Regions from separate parts of the Mus musculus genome. Here all the other regions are linked to region 3. Evidence: chromatin contacts called from public HiChIP or PLAC-seq data. All regions are on one chromosome and are shown on one strand. The core of a region is the stretch at or near the end of the contact, and the rest is flanking DNA. Distances in the headings are between cores, read along the strand shown. Region 1 overlaps Eri3 (exoribonuclease 3). Region 2 overlaps Eri3 (exoribonuclease 3). Region 3 overlaps Rnf220 (ring finger protein 220). Region 4 overlaps Eri3 (exoribonuclease 3).

Evidence for each region. HiChIP or PLAC-seq counts read pairs in DNA pulled down with a chosen protein or histone mark.
Region 1: a contact with region 3 is called in an H3K4me3 HiChIP or PLAC-seq map of forebrain, with 6 times the contacts expected there. The contact joins two enhancer-like sites. A contact is called at or near these places in 8 of 39 promoter capture datasets (the C10 cell line, the HPC-7 cell line, cranial neural crest and 5 more), 1 of 15 datasets of contacts at CTCF or cohesin (the NIH/3T3 cell line), 4 of 484 Hi-C or Micro-C datasets (embryonic fibroblasts, embryonic stem cells, myocytes and 1 more), 29 of 115 datasets of contacts at active chromatin or transcription factors (DN3 thymocytes, the NIH/3T3 cell line, T-cell acute lymphoblastic leukemia and 19 more) and 2 of 9 other capture datasets (adipose tissue and embryonic trunk).
Region 2: a contact with region 3 is called in an H3K27ac HiChIP or PLAC-seq map of embryonic stem cells, with 3 times the contacts expected there. The contact joins two enhancer-like sites. A contact is called at or near these places in 5 of 39 promoter capture datasets (the 3T3-L1 cell line, the C10 cell line, the HPC-7 cell line and 2 more), 1 of 15 datasets of contacts at CTCF or cohesin (the NIH/3T3 cell line), 7 of 484 Hi-C or Micro-C datasets (bone marrow-derived macrophages, cerebral cortex, cortical neurons and 3 more), 17 of 115 datasets of contacts at active chromatin or transcription factors (bone marrow-derived macrophages, cardiomyocytes, craniofacial prominence and 10 more) and 1 of 9 other capture datasets (adipose tissue).
Region 4: an H3K4me3 HiChIP or PLAC-seq map of forebrain shows a contact between it and region 3, with 4 times the contacts expected there. The contact joins two enhancer-like sites. A contact is called at or near these places in 4 of 39 promoter capture datasets (the C10 cell line, the HPC-7 cell line, cranial neural crest and 1 more), 13 of 115 datasets of contacts at active chromatin or transcription factors (craniofacial prominence, embryonic basal ganglia, embryonic brain and 8 more) and 3 of 9 other capture datasets (embryonic stem cells, embryonic trunk and liver).

The regions. Positions count from the first base shown.
Region 1 is chr4:117,652,386-117,655,882 of GRCm38.p6, reverse strand. The region is part of intron 8 of Eri3 (exoribonuclease 3); the gene reads right to left. Among named protein-coding and RNA genes, the nearest start is that of Dmap1, 28 kb to the left of the region's middle. Within about 2 kb of position 1,267, at least 24 of the 459 cell types and tissues checked have an H3K27ac peak or open chromatin away from gene starts, as enhancers often do. A contact at or near this core is called in forebrain and stem cell-derived motor neurons, where this site is marked.
Region 2 is chr4:117,579,464-117,582,927 of GRCm38.p6, reverse strand. It overlaps Eri3 (exoribonuclease 3), which reads right to left. Exons shown (of 9, transcript NM_080469.4): 4 at 212-328. Among named protein-coding and RNA genes, the nearest start is that of Eri3, 31 kb to the right of the region's middle. Within about 2 kb of position 1,522, at least 4 of the 459 cell types and tissues checked have an H3K27ac peak or open chromatin away from gene starts, as enhancers often do. A contact at or near this core is called in embryonic stem cells, where this site is marked.
Region 3 is chr4:117,282,242-117,285,422 of GRCm38.p6, reverse strand. It overlaps Rnf220 (ring finger protein 220), which reads left to right. Exons shown (of 15, transcript NM_025739.3): 8 at 1-44. Among named protein-coding and RNA genes, the nearest start is that of Gm12843, 5.5 kb to the left of the region's middle. Within about 2 kb of position 1,917, at least 55 of the 459 cell types and tissues checked have an H3K27ac peak or open chromatin away from gene starts, as enhancers often do. A contact at or near this core is called in embryonic stem cells, forebrain and stem cell-derived motor neurons, where this site is marked.
Region 4 is chr4:117,635,474-117,638,813 of GRCm38.p6, reverse strand. All of the region lies in intron 7 of Eri3 (exoribonuclease 3), which reads right to left. Among named protein-coding and RNA genes, the nearest start is that of Dmap1, 45 kb to the left of the region's middle. Within about 2 kb of position 1,718, at least 28 of the 459 cell types and tissues checked have an H3K27ac peak or open chromatin away from gene starts, as enhancers often do. A contact at or near this core is called in forebrain, where this site is marked.

The DNA of each region.
Region 1 (3,497 bases), core at 18-2,517, 370 kb before region 3:
GGAGGAAAATAAACTGCAATGAAGTCCAGTTATCTCCCATCTGTAGCTGTTCCTAATCCCCTAGCCCAAAGGAATCCAATGCAGCCCCTTATCTGCCCTGTCAATCACTCAATCACCGCCCAGTGCTTGGTGGGCACCACATTCACACACATGCTCTCACAAACACAGGCACTCCAACTGACTCTTGCTCCAACATTCCCGCCCACCCCCAGCCCATTACTCTTCTGAGTAGGAGCAGCAAGCACGCACAGGTCCTGCCAGATGGATGCAATTTGCATAATATCAGCAGTGAAGGCTGCAAGATCACCAGGGGTCAGGGCGCTGACATCCCCGCACAGTCTATCTGCAAGTGCTAATTTGGCCAGCATTGATCTGTCTTTCTGATTTCTTTGTCATTTACGTCTGCGATGGTCTGACAGGAGATACAGAGAGAGACAAGGGGAGGCCAAGCCAGCCTGGGGCTAAGAAGAAGGGAACAAAGATCATACTGCACGCACACACACGCGAGCACACACACACATACACACACACCCCAGAACCTTCTTCCATCCATCAACTCACTCAAACCAGTTCTAACACACATACATGCTTAGGGGCCCCAAGGAGGTCTTGTTCAAGGAGGAAATTGTCCCTCACTTCCAGGGACCATCCAGATAGGAAGTGGAGACCCTGTTGGCACCCGAGTAATTATCCTTTATGGCCACCCACTTTCTGGATCTTCACTTTCTCAAGGCTACATCAGAAAGGAGATGGGCAGGGTAAGTATGGGGAAAGACACTCTAGTTCTGTTTCACACTGAACAAAAAGCTGGCCCTCTGAGCAGTGACAGTGGCCAAGCCCAAAATAGCAATGGTGGTAGTGGTGAGACACAGCTGAGGGCAGACAAGAGGAGAAATGTCAGCATCTACAGGGTCATCTGTAGCCTAGACGAGGGCTTCTGAATGTCGAGTCCACATATTACCTGCAGACTCCTCAACCAGAGAGAGTCCTTACACTTTTCTCCGTCTTGTAAGGGGTTTAGCAGAGGGAAAAGAATGGCCAGATGGCTGAAAGGGAGGCAAAGACTGAAGCTCTTGAAAGCAAGAGTCCTCTGCAGAGAGGGGATCATGGACCCTGAGATGCAGAGGGATTTGAACATTCCCAGGGGTGCAACACCCCTCCCCCATGTTAGCCCCTCCCCCTTTCCCTTCCTACTGTGGAGGAGCTGGGTGATCAGAAGGAACTCCCTGCTGGGCAAAAGGAGGGGCTGGTGTCCATGTGTGCTAATCCGGGCGGGCAAGGTCTTCAGAGAGACCTGGGAAACTTCAAGGAGGGGAAGCCAAAGCTGTACTGCAGCTGAGCTCATTAGCCAGCACCCCCCTCCCCGAGAGGAGGAGGGTGGGAGGCCCAGTGAGCTGGCGGCAGAGAAAAGGCTGTCACTGTCCTTTCTTCCTTTCGGTACAAGCATCTCCCTGAGCCTACGTTTCTCCTGCAGTGACACCTCTCACGGGCACTAATGAGATCCATGCCACAGAGCTAATGCATTCTGACTGGACTCTGATAGACACCCTACTCATGTGGGGGAGACCACAGGCTAGTACTTCTTCCCACAGAGGGGCACCCTCCCCGTTGCCACCACCTGCCAGCTTAGCTCTTGCCAAACTCTGGTGGGCAGCAAGCTCCTGAGAGTCCATTTGGTCTCTGGCCATGCCACCTGTGCCATGAGCCTCTGCAGGGACCCCTCAGTCTCAGAGCAGAGAGGCTAAGACCGCAGGGCCGGCCCACCCAGCTGGGTATGGGGGCTGTTCACTTATTCTCCTAGCCAGCTAAAACCTGAAGTCTGTAGGCTCTGTCACAATAGCAGATTTGTCTGATCTTCCCTGTACAGATTTCAGAAAGGAAAGAAGGGAAGAAACCCAGACTCTGCTGCAGAGCCTAGCTTGGAAGATTCTAGTTTGGTTTGTTCTTTTGTGGTACTAGAGACTGAACCTAGGGCCTTGCTCTTGCTGGTAAGTGCTCTACTACTGAGTTACACCCCCAGCCTAAAAGGACCCAGTTATTGCCCATAACAAATGATATCAAGATACCCTTCTTTATATGCCTAAGACAAGGGCCTGGAGATAGGTGGGATTCCCTGGGCCAAGAGGTAGAGAGCAAACTGTAATGAGAGTAAGATGGTTCAGGACTGGAAGAGGCTGAGGTCAGCAGATGTGCAGTGTCTTCACAGAGCTGATGGACGGCAGGGCCTGTCTTGCCTTTTCTTTCTCCAGCTGTTGCCCACACCCTGCAGGCCCAGAAGGTTCATGGGAGCTTATGGAGAATAGGGAGAGCCAGCAGGAGAGGGAGGGAGGCTGAGGACACAGCTCAGCGGAGCGGCGAGGTGCTTTCCCTCAAGCATGAGGATCTGAATTTGAATCCTAGAACCCGGGTTTTTTGTTTTGTTTTGTTTTGTTTTTCGAGACAGGGTTGCTTTGTGTAACAGAGTCCTGTCTGTCCTCCTGGACTTGCTTTATAGACCAGGCTGGCCTCGAACTCAGAGATCCATCTGCCTGTCGTCTAGTACCACACCTGGCTTGGTTTTTTTGTTTTGTTTTATTTTTTTATTTTATTTTTTTAAAAGATTTATTTATTTATTATATGTGGTTGCTGGGAATTGAACTCAGGACCTCTGGAAGAGCAGTCAGTGCTCTTAACTGCTGAGCCATCTCACCAGCCCTTGTTTTATTTTTTAAGTCAAAACAATCACAAAGTTCAACACTACAAAGGCGCAGCATTGGCAGGGCACAGGGATTGAGATGTTGGGTCGGGCACTTGGGTATTTACTTAATCCTCAGGTCATCGGCTATGGGACCTTGACCAACTCATGCCAGTTTCTTAGGAAGGGAAATGTGATGCCTACCTTCACATGACTGTTAGGCAAATGAGTTTATGCAAAATGAGAGGAACACTTTGCTGACACACTGATGAAGTGAAAGAAAGGCAGACTACTCAGCAGTCGCTGGGAGGCCACCCTGCCTTGGAGATAAGCTGACTGAGGGACTGTCAGAGCCACAGGGCGGTGCAGTTCAGCAGCCTCATCTTGTACATCAGGCTCCCAGGGCCAAACCCACCCAGCCCCACTAAAATGTCTTGCTCACAAGCCTCCAAAGCTTTCCTGCTCCGTGTTGCAGCATCTCTGGACCTTCCCTAGTCATTCCTGAACTGTGTCTCCTTCAGTCTCCAGTGCTGAGCTCAAAATTCGGCCTGAAATTTCTGTGGGTACCAGGCACCATGTCATCTAGACCAACATAATTCTTGTCTCATAGTAGATGCTAGGTTATCAGTTAATGGCTGAAACAAAGTTTAACCTGGTTCCTTGCCACAGCACCCCTCCCACCCCAGCCTGGCCCCAGCCCTCAGTGCTGCCCTGGCTCTCAATTACCTTTTTGTGCCTTTCTTTTGGCCTCCCTGCCCTGCAGACTCTTCATCAGCCCTCCCCAAACAAACCAGCAGAGCATTCTCAAAGCTCAAATCAGACC
Region 2 (3,464 bases), core at 273-2,772, 300 kb before region 3:
ACTGAGAACAAGAAGGAAAGGGAAATGTTGGGGAGTCTGGGGCAAACTGTATCACTGCTGTCCCTGGGAACAGATATTCAAGCAGTCACAGATTAAAGTCAAGTGAAAAGCCATTGCTGGGCTCTTGCCTTAACCATCGATTAGACCTAGCTTTCCCTACATGGCCTGCATAAACCAACAATCCCAAAGCTCCTCTCCCAGCAGCCCTTACCTCTGTACAGAAGGGGGTAAGCTGTGGGTGGACTACAGGCTGGACATACATGTGAAAGGTAGACTCGATTTCCATGGTCCGGCCATTTAACTTCAGGATGGGGAACTCAATGATTTCCTAGAATGCCAAAGAGACAGAAGAGAAGGTAAGTTATTTTGATCAACCATTTCAAATAACTATGCAAAGCCAAGAAAGAATGAGTGTTTGTGGCTCGTTCCTTCTGCCGGCTCAAACCCAAGGCTAGAAGAGGTGATGTCAACATTTATAATCCCACTGCTCACACTGCTAAAGCCTTCTCGTCGTTTTAGGGAAGGAAGACAGTGGTACACTCTGTCTGTTTCCCTCACAGAGGCCCATTCGGATGATCCTCTAAGACAAAGAAAGGCCTTCCATCTCTTTCTCGCCCAGGCTGTTGTCCTGAAATGTCTGAATCTCCAGGTAAGCAAGCAGCCATCACTCAGCACAGACTTCCTTGTATGAATCTTAAACACTGCCCGTGGTGGGATGGGATGGTGCGGAGGCAGGGGTGGGGGGGCAGGGGATCTTCATTAGTTTTTGTGAGGAAAAAAAAGGTGACAAACAAACAAACTCCCCAAATAAAGCCAAAGGGGACCTGAGAGACAAGAACACGGAACACAAGTTAATAGTGGCTAGTGCCTCCCACCTTTCCTCTCAAGCACTGCACACTCCCCTTTGCCTGCCCCTACCCGCCCAACCGCTTAGCCAGCCCTTCCCAGTCTGCTGGAAGGTAATGGAAGAGGAGGAGGAGGAGTGACAATTTGTTTGGTGTCTCTAAGATTAATTTGTCTCCGTTATTTAATAGAGATGCACAGCACCAAGGTCCTGGTGTGCAAACAGGCTTGCAGAACGCTGGCTGTGCAGCACGCCTCATACATCGTTCCTGGAGAGGGAGGGATGCACCAGAGGGGGGAGAGGGCAGGAGAGAGCACGCGCAGCAGAGAGAAGAGGGAAACCAAGGGGAGAGAATAAAAAAATATATTGCTTTTTAATATTCAAAAACAGTTTGCAAAATTTAATCAAAGCAGAGGAAAAGCTAACATTTTTACCACTTTGACATTTTTATTAGCGCTTTCATAAATTTTTAAAACATGAATGGAATTAGTTTACAACACCCACACACACAAAAAACTGCCCTGAAAACATCTGGAAGAGACAAATAGGAAATAATAAAAAAATAAATAAAAGCAAAATCTTCCAAGTAAAATTAGCATGTGAAAAAAGCCTACACTGCAGAGACAAAAGGGAGCTCTGCCCACACAGGGCCCCAACAATCCTCTTCGGGGCGTGCCTACCCCAGAACCCTCACTCTACAGAAGATCCTCCTAGAATCATCAAAGCCAAGGCAGAGACAGTCTGGAAGAGCAATAGAAAAACCACCACTGCTGACCACTTCTGACCACACTCAGCAAACCAGTGGGCAGGAAAACAGAAAGTTGTCAATTGTCTCTATGTCCCAAGGAAGACAACTACCATCCTTTGGAAACACATCCACTAATATTATGGACTTGTTTTTTTAAGTATTTATTTCAACCCAAAGCCTAACAGTAAGACTGAGAAACAAATCAATGCAGTTAGATTTCATATCAGAGAAATTTAAAGGCTCTGGTTGCCTGGTAGCCCTAGGCCAGTGGTTTTCAATCTTCCTAATGCTGTGACCCTTTAATACAGCTAAAGGTTGTGGTGACCCTCCCAACCAGAAAATTATTTTTGTTGCTACTTAGTAATTGTAATTTTGCTACTGTATGGATCATAATGTAAATATCTGATAAGCAAGGTACTGATACGTGACCCCTGTGAAAGCGTCATTCGACCAGACTCATTAGCTGACCGGAGCCTACCTGGTCCCCCTGAGCTGATCCCCAGAGATGAAGAAGCTGAAGAGAACTTATTACCAGACACAGGAAGGGCAAAACGGCTGCAAGGTTAAGGGCAGGAAGGCTCAGACTGCTCCCTAGGCTCCTGATAGACACCTCTTCTCCCAGTGGAGTGAAGGCCTCGTCCTCCAACTGGTAAGCCTTTGTTCCCATAAAGCACTATAAAGGAGCCCAAGCAGAGGGGAGTTTTGCTTTGGACAACTAAGTTGAGCATTCATTCACACACACATATACCATACACACTGTTCCTAAAAACTCACATATCCACAATTCCCAAGAGCTGTGGTGCATGAGTTAGACCCCACCCCCACCATAACCCCAGTTTGTAGTAAATCCTCCCTCTCCTACTAAATAGGAGAAACACGCCCCGCCCTGCCCCACCCCACCCCACCCCACCCCACCACACCCCCACCATAGAAAGCGCTGTACAGCCTGGTGAGTTTGGCTGCCCTGGTGTCCAAGGAAACAAATACAGCAGCTCCTCACTAACAACGTTAGCTGGGCCCGAAATGAGATTTAACCTGTGACACAACTGTACTTTTCATTTAAACTTTCATTTGGAAAGAAACAGTGTTTGGAGACCTGCAGTTTGTCCTGCTAATAAAGACAAGTGTTGGGACCTTTAAGGATGCCATTCATCTTTGGCTTTTATTAAATTCAATTTTCTTAAGCCTGTGATACATTATGAAATTAGGAGTTGACATTCCTCTGGAAACAAAAATATCTATCAAACATAAATAGGGGAAAACCTCTATTACCAAGAATGTATGGCTTAAAGTTGATCTCTTTCTACTTTTTTACAAGCACACGGTTTGTTTTAGATATGTGAGATGCTATTACAAATCTGGAATTTCATTAGTATTATAAAACAGAACGTGCTTCAGCTCCTGCTCTGACCAGAGCTGTACCAGCTTCCTCAGCAGGCTCTGAAAACCCAGCCTTGAGTCTCCCACTGAAGCTCACTCTGCATTCAGACTCTCCTGCTAGTGCTTCCTTCACTCTAGGGACACAGAGCTAAGGACCAAATTCACCTCACTGAGACTTGTCTCAGCTCCCATGGGAGCAAAAAAGAAAAAGAAAGAAAGAAACCTCCAAGATGCCTAAACCCAAGGCTCAGAGCACGTGAGATCGGCCTGTCAGCCAGGCCTAGTCCTCAAAACTCAAGAGGGACTCACAGGAGTCACATATACACAACATGGCCATATCCTGGAGTCTTTCCTCAGAAGCATCAGGAACTGTAACAACCTGACTGCACAGGACCTAGTTCTCTGAACCGCTGAAATGCAAAGAGGAGCTTATGGCAGAAGACTCTAGAAAGATTCCTAAAAACAAAACAAACAATTGTTTTAAATGGAGCT
Region 3 (3,181 bases), core at 668-3,167:
GAAGCGGATACGGGCCACCACACTCCTGGAAGGTGGCTTCCGAGGTATAAAGCAGCTGACAACTTGGGTGGTGGCACTCTGGTGACCAGGTCACTTCTGGTAGCTGGTCATCATTTCCACCACGTGGGAGCTCTTGCTCGTGGGGCTCCTTTGTGACCGTGCTGCCCGCCTGTGATGTGCATATTAAAGTGGTTGTATTTGGGTGGGGAAATGGAATTGTGAGGCTGCAAGCTAGCAGTGACGAGGGGGGCTCTCAGCCTCGGGTGATGCATTGAAGGTGACAGCCAAGCCGCGTTAGCACCTGCATAAAATATTAAAGGGACGGTTATGCATTTATCACTCCATCCCTCTTAAGGCTGATAAATGAGAATCCAGCAACCTGCTGTACACCTCCAGCACTAGGGGCCCTCAGGGCTTCTAGGCAAACACATTGCATTTTCCTCCTCCTCCTCCCCAGGTCTGTGTCAGGGAAATCAGTTACAGAGGAGAGAGTGAGTTATGGCAAAATTTGACCTCCCATGAGCTTCATTGGTGAATCTAATTTTAGCTCTGATCCCATCTCTTCTCCCATGGCGCCCTCTGCCCTGAAGGAAGAGGGGCCTGGGCTCAGCTGCTCCCTGCTTCCCTTGGGCTCTCCCCAATCGCTGCCGAAGAGTCTTCAGGGCCCTACCCGTCTCTGCTCCCTTCCTAGCTCCTGAGACAAGGGTTGGCTCCCTAGATGAGACAGAAGAATTGGTTAGGTGCCCAGGGTCAGTGTCCTCTTGTCAAGCTCTGTCACCATGGGCAAGAGAAAGAGGTACCTGCTTCTTGGCTTCTAACTCTTTCTGTGTAAAGCACAGCTGGCACTGCAGTTTGTGGTCATTAAGAGAGCCAGGCTGCATCCCATCTGCCTCCTGTTTTTCTGGGCAACACCCTTGAGATGGCCACTGTGTGTGGTCTTTGGGGGATCTCTCAGCAGGCTCGAAGGAGGGCCTTTGCCTCCGTAGAGCCATGACACCTGGTCTCCGGTGAGATCAAGTCTCTGCAGTGCCATCCAGTGCAGATGGGCACTGTGCCTCTGAGCTTGTTGCATGGTGCCCACCAGTCTGAAGACAAGTCAGAGCGTAAATCAGGAGGGTTAAACCAAACTGTTGCCACCCCCTAGGTAAGCAGCCTTAGTTGTCATTGCACAGAGCATTTCTGTCCTGGGGCTCTAGCAGGTCTGAAGCCTCTCAAGAATGAAGGATGGCGCTCATGAGCCCAGGAATGAGGCACATGGATGCTAGGGTGTGTGACCAGGTTTAGAAGGCAGTCTTGCTGAGTCAGTTCTGGAAGGCTGTTCTAGATTAGCTCTGCTGTCAGTTGCAACTGTTCACACCAACTGCAGCTGCTGCTTAGGTTTCTTGGCAAGGAACAGGACCCTGTGGCTCTTGGGCTCCTGGAGTGTCTGAATGGGTCAGGCTGCACAGGGCCCACTGCTTAAGCAAAGCCATTTCTGCATGGGATGTGCCAGCAGATGGGTGTCAGAGGCTCTCGGGCCTCGGGTAGGTATCATCTTTCTGGGTGTGTTTACACTGCGAGGTTGATCCTTTCAAGAATTCCTGAGGAGAGTTCAAAGAGGGCTTTTCTTTGAGCGATTTGGAGAGCGAGAATGAGACTTGAAGAGGGAATGGGGCCGGAGGGGCCTTTATCTGCAGAGAATTGCTCCAGCTTTCCTGATAGAAGCTGCTGCCGCCTCTTAAACAGCTTAGTGCAGTCAAAAGACAGGCTAACTTGAAAGGCTGTTTTACAGCGAGATCAGCGGGGGCCACGAGGCAGAAAGTGGAGCCTCCTCAATGGGAGGGGCTATCAAAGAGAGGCCCTGGCTGATCCTGACTGCCTCTGCCCCTGAAGCCCATCTGCAAAAGCTGGCCATCTGTCAGCCGACCCTCCCTGGCCAGGACCAATAGGCCCAACTCTTGGGGGGGGGGGTTGGGTGTGGCCCTGCCAGGCTGCTGGTGTCAGTGCAGTGCATTGATCGCCGCCGGGCGGGCTGGGCCGCAAGCTGGGCAGCTCCTGCTTAATGTGATTGAAAGGCAGTTAAAATGGCGGTGACCTTTTCAGGAGGAATTAGATTGCCTGCCAAGACCGGTTAGAGGGAGTGATAACGCCAGCCGAAGAAGCTGCCCGGCCGACTTCAGAGAGGGAGGCAGAGGCAGGATGAGCAGGAGAGTAGCGAGGCCCATTTAAGCCGTCCTGTGCATGCTGACAGCAGAGATTGCTGTCCTTGTTAGATATGAAAGAGTTGAAGAACTGTGATAAGTCCCTGCATCCCTTCATTCCTCTGTCCCCCCTCCCAGACTAGGGTCCCCTCGTCATCCTCAACAGAGCTTCCTACATGGTCAGACCGGCTGCCTTGAATGTAATCTAGGCAGTGGTCTAGCAAGAGTCATGGTGAAGACACTTGGCTCAGAAGAACAGGCTGTGAGCTTGAGAGCCTGGGGTTAATGACAAGGAGGGTCAATGTCTCAGGACAAAAGAGAGCAAGAGAACGTCGAGGGAGGTCGGTCTACAAATAGATTCTTATTTATTTAGAGAGGAGATCTCACTATGTCACCCCAGCTGACCTGGAACTCGCTGTGTAGACCACACTGGCCTCAGACTCGAGTTTCATCTGCCTCTGCCTCCCAGTACAAACAGATTAAGAAACAGAAATAAAGCCTGGGGAAATGAGGAAAGTCTTGTAGAGAGCAGCTCGTCTGACCCTCGGGTCTCAGAGCACTCTGGGCTGTGCACTCCGCTGCCGCCTGCTCACTTGAAACCTCAGGTCTTTTGCACTGCTCGTGGTGTTGCATATGGGCAGAACCCAGGGCCCAGTGCTTCATCTAAAGATACAACAATTAGGGTAAAAGGTGCTTTTCTGGGATACTCTGCCAAACCTAGGCAGAAGAGATGTCTTCAGGCTAGAGAAATGGGCCACAAGGGAGGCAGCCTTGGGATAACTGTGACCATGTGACCTCCATCCTCAAGGAGCCATGTGACCAATGAGTAAGGGCTCGATTTTCCTCTTATTCCCTACCTCCTCTGTCTTAGAGGTGTGGGGTGCTGGGCTGTAAGTCCTCCCTTGTATCGGTTGCCAGTAAGAATTCACTTGTCCAGACTTGGGGAAGCCAGAACTCAGTACAACTAGAAGGATCAGTCTGCTCAAAAGGATGTGGAAAAG
Region 4 (3,340 bases), core at 469-2,968, 350 kb before region 3:
AGAACCATACTGGCAACATCTATTGAGAGTCTACATAGGCCAAGTTATATGCCTGCATACAGCAATGAGGGTTCTGACCTCAGAGAGATTCAAGTCTACTGGACAAGGTACTAACTATAAAGCAACACAGGTGATCCTTAATTCGTAGCTATAGTAAGAGCTCCAAGAAGAAATGTAAGCTGTTACAACGGATGAGAGCAGGAACAGGATGCCCCGCATAGGCTATAGATGGAACAGTAAATGCATAAGGGAATTCTGAGTCAAAGATCCTGAGAAGAGTCCACAGACCAATTAGCTGAAAATCTACGTTGGGCTCTTATGATTACAAAGCTAAAAAGACTGAGCTGGGCATGTAGCTGAGTTGACTGAGCACTAGCATAGCATGCACAAGGCCCTGGGTTCAAACTCCAGCACTGCCTAAACTGGGCATAGTGGCGCAACATATCCACCTGAGCACTCAGGAGATGGGGAGTTCAGAGCACCCTCTGCTACACACTCCATGAGACCTTGTGCAAAGGTAAAGAATGTGCACAGAGATGAGTCACCAGGTAAGGGTGCTTGCTGCCAAGCCCAATGACATAAATCTGATCCCCCCAAACCCATAAGATGGAAAGAAAGAGAAGACTCCCAAAAGCTGCCCTCTATCTCCACGGGCGCGCCATGATATGTGCCCACCCTTGCAATAAACAACTTTTCTAAAGATAAAGACTGAAAGGATGTGAATGAAGTAACAGAGGAGAGGACTGAGAGTCTGAGGCCAGTCTAGAGAAGGTAGCAAGACTGGCTCAAAAATAACAAAGAACAATCAAGAGGGCACAGAGTGATCTGCGAGGCAGCTCAGCACTTGCCTAGCATGCACAAGCCCTGGGTTTGATCCTTAGCATTGTTTAAAAAAAAAAAAAAAAAACTGCCTACTGAACATAGAAAAATCACTTCAGGAAAGGCCACTGTGGTCTCAGGATCTTAGTTCCCTTACAGAACTAAGTAATTAATTACCAAGGTAATTACCAATTACCTTACTCCCTAATCTCTTTTGTCCACTCCTCCAAGTCCCTTCTAAACTGCCTACCCCAGTCCCCACCAAGAGTTTTCCTTATCACATACCATATACAGTTTGGTTTCTGACTTGGTAGGTCTGACTGCTATTTCAGAGGCAGGACAGCTCTGTCTACAGGCCCCAGAAGCAAGCAGGTACTGTTCCAGTCTGAAGTCTAGGTCCCCTTCCGTCTACCCACAGTCTGAGAACTCCACAGGCCTCCACTTGAAAAGGGTGCTAAAGGCAATGATGTCTCCAAGTGCGATGGGAGATATTTGTGTCTGCTTTACCCTTGGCTTTTTGCTCCGGTTCAGGTAGGAGCGGGGTGGGCTGGCTGGCAGATCTGAGAGCGTGGCACGCCCCAGCGGGCAGGGCGCACAGCGCGGAGGAAGGCGCGAGTCAGTCTGGAGTGCTCCCCATTTATCAAGCTCACGCAGGCCGCCAGCCGAGCGAGTCTTTCTATCATTACACCTCTCAAAATCCGATTCATACCACTAATCCTGCCTTCATTCTCCCAGATTAATAACATCTCTTTCAACCTTCACAGTGTGATAAATAGACAAAGAGAGAACAAAAGGAGAGACAGAAGAGAGAGAAAGAGCTGGAGCAAGTCCCCATAATAGAGAGAGCCGAGAAAGAGGAGAGGGAAAAAAGGAATGAGAGCGTGAGCAGGCAGCGGCTAGAGACTGCAGATACCTCAGAGAGCCGCTCTGAGGAGAGCTGGCAGCTGCACCCCGCTAGGTTCTGCTCTATCCCCAAAGAGAAAGAAGGGCTTGTTAACAGCTCCTTCCTGCTGCACTTTTGTTCAAATTCTTTCCTTCCCTTCCAATCCTGCTTTAGGTCAAATCCTAGTGAAAATGAGTCTCCTGGCTTCCTGGTGTCCCTGATGAAGCCTAGAGAAGCAGCCTGGCCCTTTCAGAAAGCTGAGTCTGGGTGCATGATGGGCCTGGGATGGCTTTGGTAAGGGGAGAGCAAGCTTGCCCAAAGTTTCACCAAGGCTGTTCCCTTAGTCCAAATCCCAGCCTTTCCCTGCTATCTTGGAATAATGAAAAAGGGTCACGAGCAGGGGAGGCATGGGGTCCAGTCCGTAAGGCCCTGTCCTACAAAGCTTTCCACCCTAAGGCTCCAAGAGGCCCAAATGAGGGCACCTAGGCCTCAGTAGTCAGCCCAACCAGTGGGTGAATGTAGATGGCTCTCAGGCCACACCTCCAAATAATGGCAGAGAAGTGTGTCAGGGACAATGAATTCATTGGGCCCCAGTCCTATAATAGTGTCCTCTGGTTTTTCTACTCTCCCTGGAAACTTAGGCACACATGTCTGTACAGCATACTCCCTTTGCTCTGCACTTAACTGTCCTCTCCTGGTGACATTCCAGTTCTTCGAGACTAATCCAGTCACTCCTACTTAAGGGCTCTTAACACTGCTTAGTCACCTTGTAGTGACTATGTCTCCCTCACTCAGGGTAGGGTAGGGGGACTGTCACGACTCCTCTATTTCCAGGTCTCAGTTGCTCTAAGCACCTCCATTCTTTCTTTGCGTAGCCAAACCAGCCCTACACTCATATGACTTAACGTGTGCTCTGGACTACACAGCATTCCTAGGCTGCTGGCTGGCTGGCCTGGCTCAGAGGCAGGAGGAGAACCACACCACAGCAGGAAGCTCCAGGGCACTATACTTCCATGGCCTTCACGATCCATCAGAACTGGAGGAGGGCTATAGCTAGGTCCTTAGAGCATCGAAGCTCTCAGTACACTCACAATAAGTATGGGGGGCGGGGGAAGCAGGGAGAATGCATCATATGGAGTCCAACCCCTGTTCTGCCCAACCCAACCTACAGAAGCAGCCTTCTAGAACACTCAAGGCTTCTCCAAGGGCAGAGAACAGGTAGCCAAGAACACTCTGAGGCAGACTGTTAGTAGAAAGCTGATGGTTGGCATACTTAGAGAATGGTGGTCCACAGTACTAGATATGGGATTTTTTGCAGACATTCCTCCAACACTTTCCTCCAGCAAGCTTCCTCTCTCCCTTTTCTCTGATCCTGTCACTCAAATACAACTTTCCTTTGGGACCTGAATGGATGCTGTCTACATGCACTCTCATTCCTGGGAACCCCATCACTTCTAGCCCCAATTCTTCATTTTTCCAGTTGCCCCTTCACTTGAAATAACTTGACAGCTCAGAAGAAACAAACTTACAAACAAACAAGACCCCCAGTTTTGCAGGACCCAGAAAGAAACCCTAAGGGAGTAATGCTGAAATGGGCAGATAGTAGAGCCACAAAATCCCAAAGCCTCAAAGGACTCC